Regions from separate parts of the Sus scrofa genome. Here all the other regions are linked to region 3. Evidence: chromatin contacts called from public Hi-C and HiChIP or PLAC-seq data. All regions are on one chromosome and are shown on one strand. Each heading gives the region's core, a stretch centred on a gene start, on an enhancer-like site or on the middle of the called end of the contact. The rest is flanking DNA. Distances are from core to core; before and after follow the strand shown. Region 1 overlaps JARID2 (protein Jumonji). Region 2 holds the start of JARID2 (protein Jumonji). Region 3 overlaps JARID2 (protein Jumonji).

Region 1 (3,091 bases), core at 342-2,841, 160 kb after region 3:
CACAACAGAGAAAACAGTGCCGGGGTCCCCTTTAAGGAAGGCAAATCAATGACCTGAACACAAGAGTCAAGCTGGAACCGAGAGCTGTACCAGAAAAGCCAGGGAGTGCGAAAAAGCACGATTGATACCGTTACTAAGGAACATTTTTTGACACTGAACTTGACCACTGCATAATAACTAAGATCCCCAAATGCTAACACTCTGGTCTTTGGCCTCCTACCACCAGGAACCTGAGGAAAGGCACTCCCAGAAAACCAGCACCGGCACTGTCCATGCCTCCAAACGCTTCCAGCACCCTCAGGTCACGGGAAGGGTCCCCCTCATGCCACCTCTATCACCTCATGCTTCCTATAAACACTCAAAAATGAGCAAAAAGTGCCCAATTCAAACAGCAGACTGATCTCAATAATTTCACCCTGACCTGGGCAACACAAATCTGGAAAAGACTCAGAAGTGGCAAAAGAAAACATGGTACCATACGTACCCTCTTGCTGAAAAGAACACCCATTTCTTAAATGAGTTTATTCTGAGGGCCTTTTTTGATCTCTCAGGTATTTTTCATTTAGGTCACAGGCTTGGAAGGAGCAGGAAAATCAAGCAGGATTTCTGGGCATACAGTGGTTCCACTCCCCAGTCTTCTGCCAAACAAGGTCTACCCTGGTAACCACGACAGTCAAAACCAACGGTAAGTCAGGAAAACAGTTCCCCGGTCCTTCTCTGCTCTGAGGCCAGGTTTTTAACTCACTCAACTCTCCCAAACTCTAAGAGGTAGAGGCTGTGCAGATGTACCTGAGAGCCCTCAATCCAAAACATCTGAGCACCCACTAAAAGCCAATCACCCCATGGTGACACCCCAAGCCCTACTACCTTCTCATGCCAAAGCACGCTGAGCCTGTGCCAACAGCGTGTAGAGCCTGCAATGAGGTTGAGGAAATAAGCCCCCTGTTGGCAACCCAGGCACGGCGGCAGTCAGGGAAAACGAGTGTCCTGCCCCCAAGGGCAAGGCCGGAGAGGGCCCTGGGCAGCACTGAACAGAACTCAGAAGGTTCAGGGATGCAGGCCAAAAGCTTAGCAGGTAAGTCAAAGAGCAGTAAATAAGCAGAGCAATAATCTAGATGTGCAAGACTGTCTAACTGAGGTGTTCCAAGAGAAATGCCAGCAGCAGCCCCACACAAGACCTGGACACAAATGCTCACAGCAGCACTATTCACAAGAGCCAAAAGGTGGCAACAACCCAAATGCCCATCAGCCGATGGGTGAGCAAAATGTGGTATCTTCATCCGATGAAATACTATTTGGCCATAAAAAGGAACTGACTTCTAATGAACACGTCCAGAATAGGCAAATTCAGAGATACAAAGTAGATGAGTGGTTGCCAGAGACTGGAAAAACTGGGGTGAGACGTGGAGTGACTGCCAATGGGTATGGAGTTTCTTTTCGGGGTGATGAAAAGGTTCTAAAATTGATCGTGGTGAAAGCTGCACAACTCCGAATATACTAAAAACCACGGAACTGTTACGGGGGAAAAAAACCACATTCGCATCCAAAATCACTCAGGGAAGACTGAGATGCCTAGCATGCCTTTCGCCTTGAACCACCAGTGGAACGCCAAGAGAAACATAGTTGAAGAACTGCCAAAAGAACTGGAATAAGCTGGGGATATAAGAGAGTTTTTTAAAAAGAAAGGCTAAAAGGGGCTGACACTTTGCTAAAGATACAGCAGCCAAGGACAGTAGCGTATGCCAAGAATACACACATACACACACACACACACACACACACACACACACACACACTGTAGCTAGACTGCAAAGTGGAATAAGAAGTAACTTAAATCTCCCAAAAAATAAAAACTGCAACGGTAGGATTCCCATCCCCCTGCAGATATGTTGTGGGCTTTAATTAAGAACATGACAGCCTACCACTTAAATATATTTATCCAATGTCAGTGCCTACTCAAGACAAGTCCCTTAAATTAGTCTTAAAACCATCTTTGGATTTGTAAATTGGGTGGGAAGCAGTTGGAGGAGGGACTCCAAAAGTACACTTGGTATCACTTATCAGCCTTAGAAATCTTCTCAAAACCACTCAACAGGAAGGAGTCTGTGCCATAGACGGTGGGGGGAAAAAACCACCATGAACCACCATCCCAGGCCTCCCCTGGGCCTCATATAACGCCTGCCTGGAGAAACAAGCACTTAGGCCTGCTAAGGTGTTCTGTTCTTAATTGCAATGCCCTCCGTGTACACAAACAGAGGAAAAGGACTCCTCTTACAATAGGTACCATTAAGGTCTTCATTTGTATTAAACCACTGTAAGCAAACAATGTTCTGCTGTAAAGCTTTTGCAAGTCAAAGATAATGGCCTTCCTTGGTAAACTGACTGTTCTTTATAATCATCATTATTTATACTCCCAAGAGGCTTTGCCTCCTGCTCCTATAAATTCTGGAAGGAAATAACATGACAACTTCAGCAAGTCTCATGTTAGAAGGAAAAGAAAAAGGCTAATTCTAGCGTAGAAAATGTGTTTCATTTTGACCTAGTCAATGTTGGGGGAGCAAGGGCGTTATTTAATTGGAGCAGGGAGGAGAATTTGGAAAGAGGAGAAAAACCCACCACTTTTCAGCTCCAGATATTTCCAAGTCAGACCCCTTCTCCCCACCTCGAGAAAGGCTTTCTAGCTGACCAGAGCCAAAAGAAAACCCGTTTTAATAACATCATTAGAGCTCTGATTTATCACAAGCACAAGAGACTGCGCTTTTCTGGAAGCTCTGCAAGTCCCACATTTGTATGAGGAGTTCCTGTGGAACTAAGATGATGATGTTTACGTGGGGGGGTGGGCAGAGTGGGGAGCAGACAGTCCAGGAGAAAGAAACAGGTATCCCTAACCTCTTGCACCAGGAGTCTTGGCTCGTGGCCCAGATACACCCAGAGCGCAGAGTCTGGGACGATCAGGCTTGAGCATTCTTCACTTCAAGCCTTCCTTTCCCTCCACCAGCCACCTTTCAGATTCCACTGAAGTTTCATTTTGAGGATTACAATACAGAATGAGTATCTGAAAACATTTGTAAAGACGCAGATGCTGGATCCC
Region 2 (3,020 bases), core at 437-2,936, 180 kb after region 3:
TCCGTAGTTACATCTTGGAAAAGAAAAGGGAAAGATAAATAAAAAATGTTGGAAGTCACGTTTGTGCTGCAGCAGCAGTGCGAGCAGAAGAGTCAACTCCAGCGGCGGCGGCGGCGGCAGCACCACAGCGAGGGCTCGCCGAGTCTCTTTTTTCCAAGCCCCCTAACCAATGAGAGAGAAGCTATCCAGCCCAACTTTAAATGGACTCTGCTTTTATACAAGTTAGGGCTCCTCGGGTAATTCCCTGCCGGAGGCCAGCCGAAAACTCCCACAGCTGGGCCACCAGGCGCCCGCCTACCCCGGCACCGACCGCCCCTGGCCGGGCTCCGAGGACCCCTGCAGCTGGGTCGACCAGACATCCAAGAGGCCTCGACGAACCTTGCCCAGGCTACCCCTCAAGAATCGCTCCCACGCCAAGCCTAGGAGTGGAATTGAGAGAGGCTCCCTAGCTCAATGCATGGCACGCTCGGTCGCTCCACCTCACCCCCTTTCCCCAGCTTGCCGCTCACCCCACAGCCGCCGCACGCTAACCCCCGCCATTGCCCTCTTGTCTACCTGCAGCCGGGCTGCTGGGTGCCAGTGCCCCAGAACGCCCGGCCCCGGGGAGAGCCGCCTATTCCCGGGGCACCTTAGAATGGTCCCCTCGATCTTCTGGAAGTTGTAGTCTCCCGACTACAAAATGGCTATGGCCACGGGAGCTGAGAACTACAATTCCCAGCCTGCCCCGCAAGCCTGTCACTCAAACCCCCCTCCCTCCTCCCCGCCCCCTCCCCCTCCCCATCGCAGGCTCTGCCAACAAACGCTTGGACGTGTCCCGCGTGTGACACTGCGAGAGGCTGGCTCGGGATTGGCCCGCGGAGCGTGTGGTCCGCGAGCGAGGAACTCCCCACGCCGGCCCGCCCCCGCCCCCAGGTTCCCGGCCACGGCCCCCCTCCCCCCGCGGCGGCCGCCCCCCTCCCCGCACGCCCCGCCCCCACCCACGGCGCGAACCGCCTGTGGAATCGAGGAATCGCGCGCGCGCGCGCGCGCCGGCCCGCGCCGAGCGGCGGGGGAGGGACGCGCGGCGTCTCCGGGGAAGGCCTCGGAGCGGGGCGGCGCGGGGGGCGGTGGCAGCGAGGGGTTGGAGCCCGTCCTAAGGAAAACTGGGCCACGCACCAAGAGGAATCCTCGGTGCGAACTAGTTGATCGGCGGCGCCTGCTGCCTCGGCGGCGCAGCCGGTGTCACCTCAGGACACCGCCTCGCGTTTTCGCACGGAGCGTGCCGCGGTCGGGCTCGGGGGACCCTGAGGTCACCTCTGCACGCGCCCCGCGGCCGCACGCGCCCCCACGCTCGGAAAGGCCACCTCCCGGCGCGCGAGGTCGACGTCGGGGGTGCGGGCAGGGGGGCCAAAAGGGAAGCCCCTCGTCGCCGGCTCCTACGAAAGACCCCCCGACTTTGAGGAGATCGCGCTGGGTCCCGGCTGGTCCCGGCGTCTTTTGCGCCTGTGAGCGAGAGGAAAACGAGGGGGAGACCGGTGGCGTACGGACCCCGAGCCCCACAGACGTGCTCACCGCGAGGAAGCATCGGGAGTATCAACCGCGGCAGCCGGGCGAGAGCCTGCCTTCTACCTGCCTCTGGCTTGTGGTGCCGACCTCATCGTTGCTGGAAACGAAGCCGGAGGCCCTCGTGTCTCTCTTATGGCCTTTGCTTTCTGAACAACTTTGCCAAGTCGCTCTTAGCCATTCTGCGTTGTCAATTTCCTCGTTTTCACCGTGGTTTTCCAGAAGTAGTGTTTAAAATGAGCCTCTCCCAGGCAGTCCTTTAAAGAAATGAAAAGTGGGATGACTGCGCCCTCACATTCATTCCCCGTAACATTCAGTTCTCATTCCTTGGATTCGCCTTACCTCTAAAGTATCACAGTTGTGAGGTTTTGTCTACAGCAATGTTCGAAAAGAGAACCCAGTGTCTAAGAAGGTCTCAGAAACTGGAGGTGAGAGACCGGGTTTCAGATCACCCCTGCCCCTTCCCGAAAGCTAGATGGCCTCTCTGAGCTGGTCAGTTTCCTCATCTGCAAATTAGCGATCAATAAGCATTGTGGGGTGGATTATATAATAATTACGTTAACCCAGCTAAGAACCATTTTACTGAAAGTTTTCGGTAAATGAAATAAAATGCTGCTTTAAAATTGTTTCATTATTACTTTACCTTTTAAAAAATCTGCTTTCTAAATTGAAACAATTTGTCATAGGTTCATTTCACATTCAGAAAAATAAATGACCTTCTGTGCCTTCCTTTGGCAAAACTTGGCCGATGCTGTTTGCTGAGGAGGGGACCAATAGAACAGACTCCACTTTTCCTTATTGGCCACCCAAGTGACTTTATGGTTAGGTTACAAGGAGGTGGTTTCAAAAGACTTTCTGATCATTATGACCCATATATTGGCAGTCTCCACTTCTCCACACTCTTAGGGTTTTAACCAGCTTTCAGGAGGTTTAATGTCGGATCTGTCCTTCCCCAGGCAAAATATTAAAGAACAAAGGTGGGTTTCTTCTAGGTTCCCTCAGCCACTCCCTAAGGCTGGACTGCTCCGGTCCTGGGCCTGTCAACTCCCCTGCTGGGCTACCAACTCCAGGTCACCACATTTGAAAAACCATCCCAGTTTCAGCTTGAAAGGGAAAGGAAGGAATTGCTCCTTCCCAAAAGATTTGGATAACATTAGTGTTGTGTTCCCTGAAAAGGGAAATAGATTGGCTCTTTTAGCAGTTGAAAGCCTTTCCTGTTGTGGAAGTAGCTGTCTCCTGATGAGCTTCCTTTCCCTGCCATCTTGGCAAGACCGTGTATTACCTTTCCTGTCTTTTTCCTCCTCTTTTTCATTTTCTATTAATCTGATTCACTCTCTGTGCTGATGATTTTAACACCTCCCAGCTCTTATCTTGACCTCTTCAGGTCTCAGGGTGGGGGAACACATTTCTAGGTACAGGGCTTCCGCAGGACTTATATGCCAGCAGTGGCCTCATCCATGAGGACACAGCAAGAGAGG
Region 3 (2,700 bases), core at 84-2,583:
TGGCTCACAAATACTGCACTCCCTCAGAAAGCAGGCATCAGAGAGAAAGGAGAAGAGCAAAAGCACAAAATATCTGCAAGACACATGCTGCATCTTCCCCAGACAAACAGGGTTTAGAGGTGAACCCACACACCTGGTATGAGAAGTAAAATGCAGAACCACTTCTGATCCCGCTAATAAAATGGTGCCATTATGTGGGGTTTGGTTTTGTTTTGTTTTAAAGTCTGATGCAGCATCCTGAAATGTCAAAGAACCAAGGCTGCCTGGAAACCCTGACTCTGTCATGATCAAGGAAGTATTTGACATTGACTTCTTTTGTGTTCTAGAAAGCAACCATGTCAAATTTGAGACGGATCATCATTAATCAACAATTAAAGCGGCAACAAAGCCCTTTTGTTCTGTCAGTCACAAGTGTCATATGTGCTATAGCTTACACCAGTGGAAAGCCACCAGTTTTGGCACCTCAAGGCAGCATAATCTTCTTTTCAGGACTCCAACTCCAAACCATTTGCAGGATCTAGGAGTTGCAAATGCTCTTCTCCACAAAGACTGCTGGGTTCAGGGCGGTCTTGAGCAAAAACTGTATCTTACAGCAAAAAAAAAAAAAAGGTAACACAAGTCAGAGGGCCAACACATGGAAGTTTAAAATCTTAATCCAGCCGGGATCTGGCCAAAGAAATTCCTAATACACTATTGTAGTTACAAGGTGTGAACAAATTATCAAAAGTACATTCAGTTGTAAAAGCCCCAAAGAGCCAGTTGAAATGCTGATCTGTCTTTCTATTCTCTCTTCAGATGGGGCTGCCAATTTTGTTTTTAAAAATACTATTTCAACAAAACCCCTAGCAGTTTCTCAATTTTAGGTTACTCAATACCCGGCTGCACACTGCCAGAGAACTCCTCAAATCCTGGCAGAGACGACAGCTGGGACAAGTGAATGACTCCGGGAGACAAGAACCACATTTTCCTTCGTTCTTTAACAAAAGTTAAAACAAGAAGTTCATCCTGCAATGCTGCACAGCTCATTCATTTAAAAAAAAAAAAAAAAAAAAATCCAGCAGAATCGGAAGCAGTCTGAGGAGTCGATCCTATAGGGCTTTGCCACCAGAAACATTCTCCACGGAGTTGCACAATGGGTAAGATTCGAAACTTCATCATCACAGGACAGACCAAAGCACAAAGGCAGTGCTCAGAAGGCCAATGAGTCCCTGAAAGATACGGAGTAGGCTTCCTTCAGCTTCTCACATCCTCTGCCTCTAGGACAGGAAGGACTGTAATATTTAAAGGCTGGCAAATAGAAAAGGGATTCTGGACAATTTCCCCACCCACTGGAAATCCCATGAAGTAGCCAACAAGCACCAATAGATGGCAGTAGAGAGTCTTCAGTCACCAGTCTGGGGATGGCCCTGAAGAAAAGGGGGAATTCTGACTTTCACACATTTATGACAAGTCTAAGCATTAACCAATTTTTAGGAGTGCGCTAAAATCTGACACCAGCTAAGAAACCAGCCACGGTTTACATCAAGTAGGAGATGAACAATTTTATTAGCAATACCCTTTGCTAATAAGGAACAACTCAAGTTCCCTGCCTGCTTATGGAAAATAAACAGCAACTCACAATTCAACATTTTATATGCTGACAATATACCTAGGGCTAAAATCCACTGGACTGTTTTCTGAAATACATCCCTCCCTCAAAAGTGATTTAGTACCACTCAGAAAAGTAAGAAAAGGCAAAATTAAAGCAAGGCACTATGTTCTAACATGCTTCCTTCACTCAGAATCATGGAGGACTCCGACAGAAACTTCTTTAGCAGGCTGAACATAATCACGTGTCATTTGCAACATATGGGTGTTAATGAGGCTACCACCAACCCAGTGCTGAGTGAGAGTCTGTCCCATGGCAGAGATGCTCACGTCCACACAGGGTCTCTTCCTGAATGTTTATCAAAGAGGTCTAGGTCTTTATGACAACTGCCAAGAGATGAGGACACATGATCATAATTAAAGAATCTGCTAATCACTAACGAATACAGGAAGAGCCATCATCCTCCTTTTTACTGTCTGTGCTTTGTGATCCTGGAGTAATGGGACGTTCTCCCAATGGAAAACAGGTGCTCAGGCAGCATCCAGACTCAAGACTCAGCCCAGGCTCACCGTCACTGGAGGCTGCCATGACAGATCCAGCAGACACAACAGGGGACAGAAGTTTAAATAAAAACACTGGAAATTGTATCAATTCAAAGGAGGCAAAAGAAGCCATGGCATAGAAATCATTTTCTCTCTCTCTCTTTGTTGTTGTTGTGGCTTTTTAGGACCGCACCTGCGGCACATGGAGTTTCCCAGGCTAGGGGTCAAACCAGAGCTACAGCTGCTGGCCCACACCACACCCACATGGGATCCAAGCCACATCTTCGACCCACACCACAGCTCATGGCAACGCCGAATCCTTAACCCACTAAGCAAGGTCAGGGACTGAACCCGAAACCTGATGGTTCCTAGTCGGATTCATTTCTGCTGCACCACAACAGGAACTCCGAGAAATCACTTTCTTTTCTGACAATACCTAGCATACCCAAAAGCGACACTGAATTTCTACCAACATTCGAGGTTGCACGAGGTCAGACCAGGAAGCAGAAACCTCCTTCCAAATGGCATTGCTGCATCAAACCAGACCGGCCAGGAGAATGGAGGCCGATT

The links. A called contact is a pair of places that touch in the nucleus more often than the background predicts. HiChIP or PLAC-seq counts read pairs in DNA pulled down with a chosen protein or histone mark.
Region 1: a Hi-C map of embryonic fibroblasts shows a contact between it and region 3, with 1.9 times the contacts expected there. The contact joins two enhancer-like sites. A contact is called at or near these places in 12 of 47 Hi-C or Micro-C datasets (alveolar macrophages, embryonic fibroblasts, epiblast stem cells and 5 more) and 2 of 2 datasets of contacts at active chromatin or transcription factors (alveolar macrophages and skeletal muscle).
Region 2: an H3K27ac HiChIP or PLAC-seq map of alveolar macrophages shows a contact between it and region 3. The contact joins the promoter of JARID2 here to the enhancer-like site in region 3. A contact is called at or near these places in 2 of 5 promoter capture datasets (fetal liver and liver), 10 of 47 Hi-C or Micro-C datasets (alveolar macrophages, embryonic fibroblasts, fetal heart ventricle and 4 more) and 2 of 2 datasets of contacts at active chromatin or transcription factors (alveolar macrophages and skeletal muscle).

Annotation. Positions count from the first base shown.
Region 1 is chr7:11,375,006-11,378,096 of Sscrofa11.1, reverse strand. The region is part of intron 2 of JARID2 (protein Jumonji); the gene reads right to left. Among named protein-coding and RNA genes, the nearest start is that of JARID2, 18 kb to the right of the region's middle. Within about 2 kb of position 1,591, at least 12 of the 83 cell types and tissues checked have an H3K27ac peak or open chromatin away from gene starts, as enhancers often do. A contact at or near this core is called in embryonic fibroblasts, where this site is marked.
Region 2 is chr7:11,356,909-11,359,928 of Sscrofa11.1, reverse strand. JARID2 (protein Jumonji) reads right to left here and starts at 1,686. Exons shown (of 19, transcript XM_021100205.1): 1 at 1,552-1,686.
Region 3 is chr7:11,533,479-11,536,178 of Sscrofa11.1, reverse strand. All of the region lies in intron 4 of JARID2 (protein Jumonji), which reads right to left. Among named protein-coding and RNA genes, the nearest start is that of JARID2, 180 kb to the right of the region's middle. Within about 2 kb of position 1,333, at least 17 of the 83 cell types and tissues checked have an H3K27ac peak or open chromatin away from gene starts, as enhancers often do. A contact at or near this core is called in alveolar macrophages, embryonic fibroblasts, fetal liver and 1 more, where this site is marked.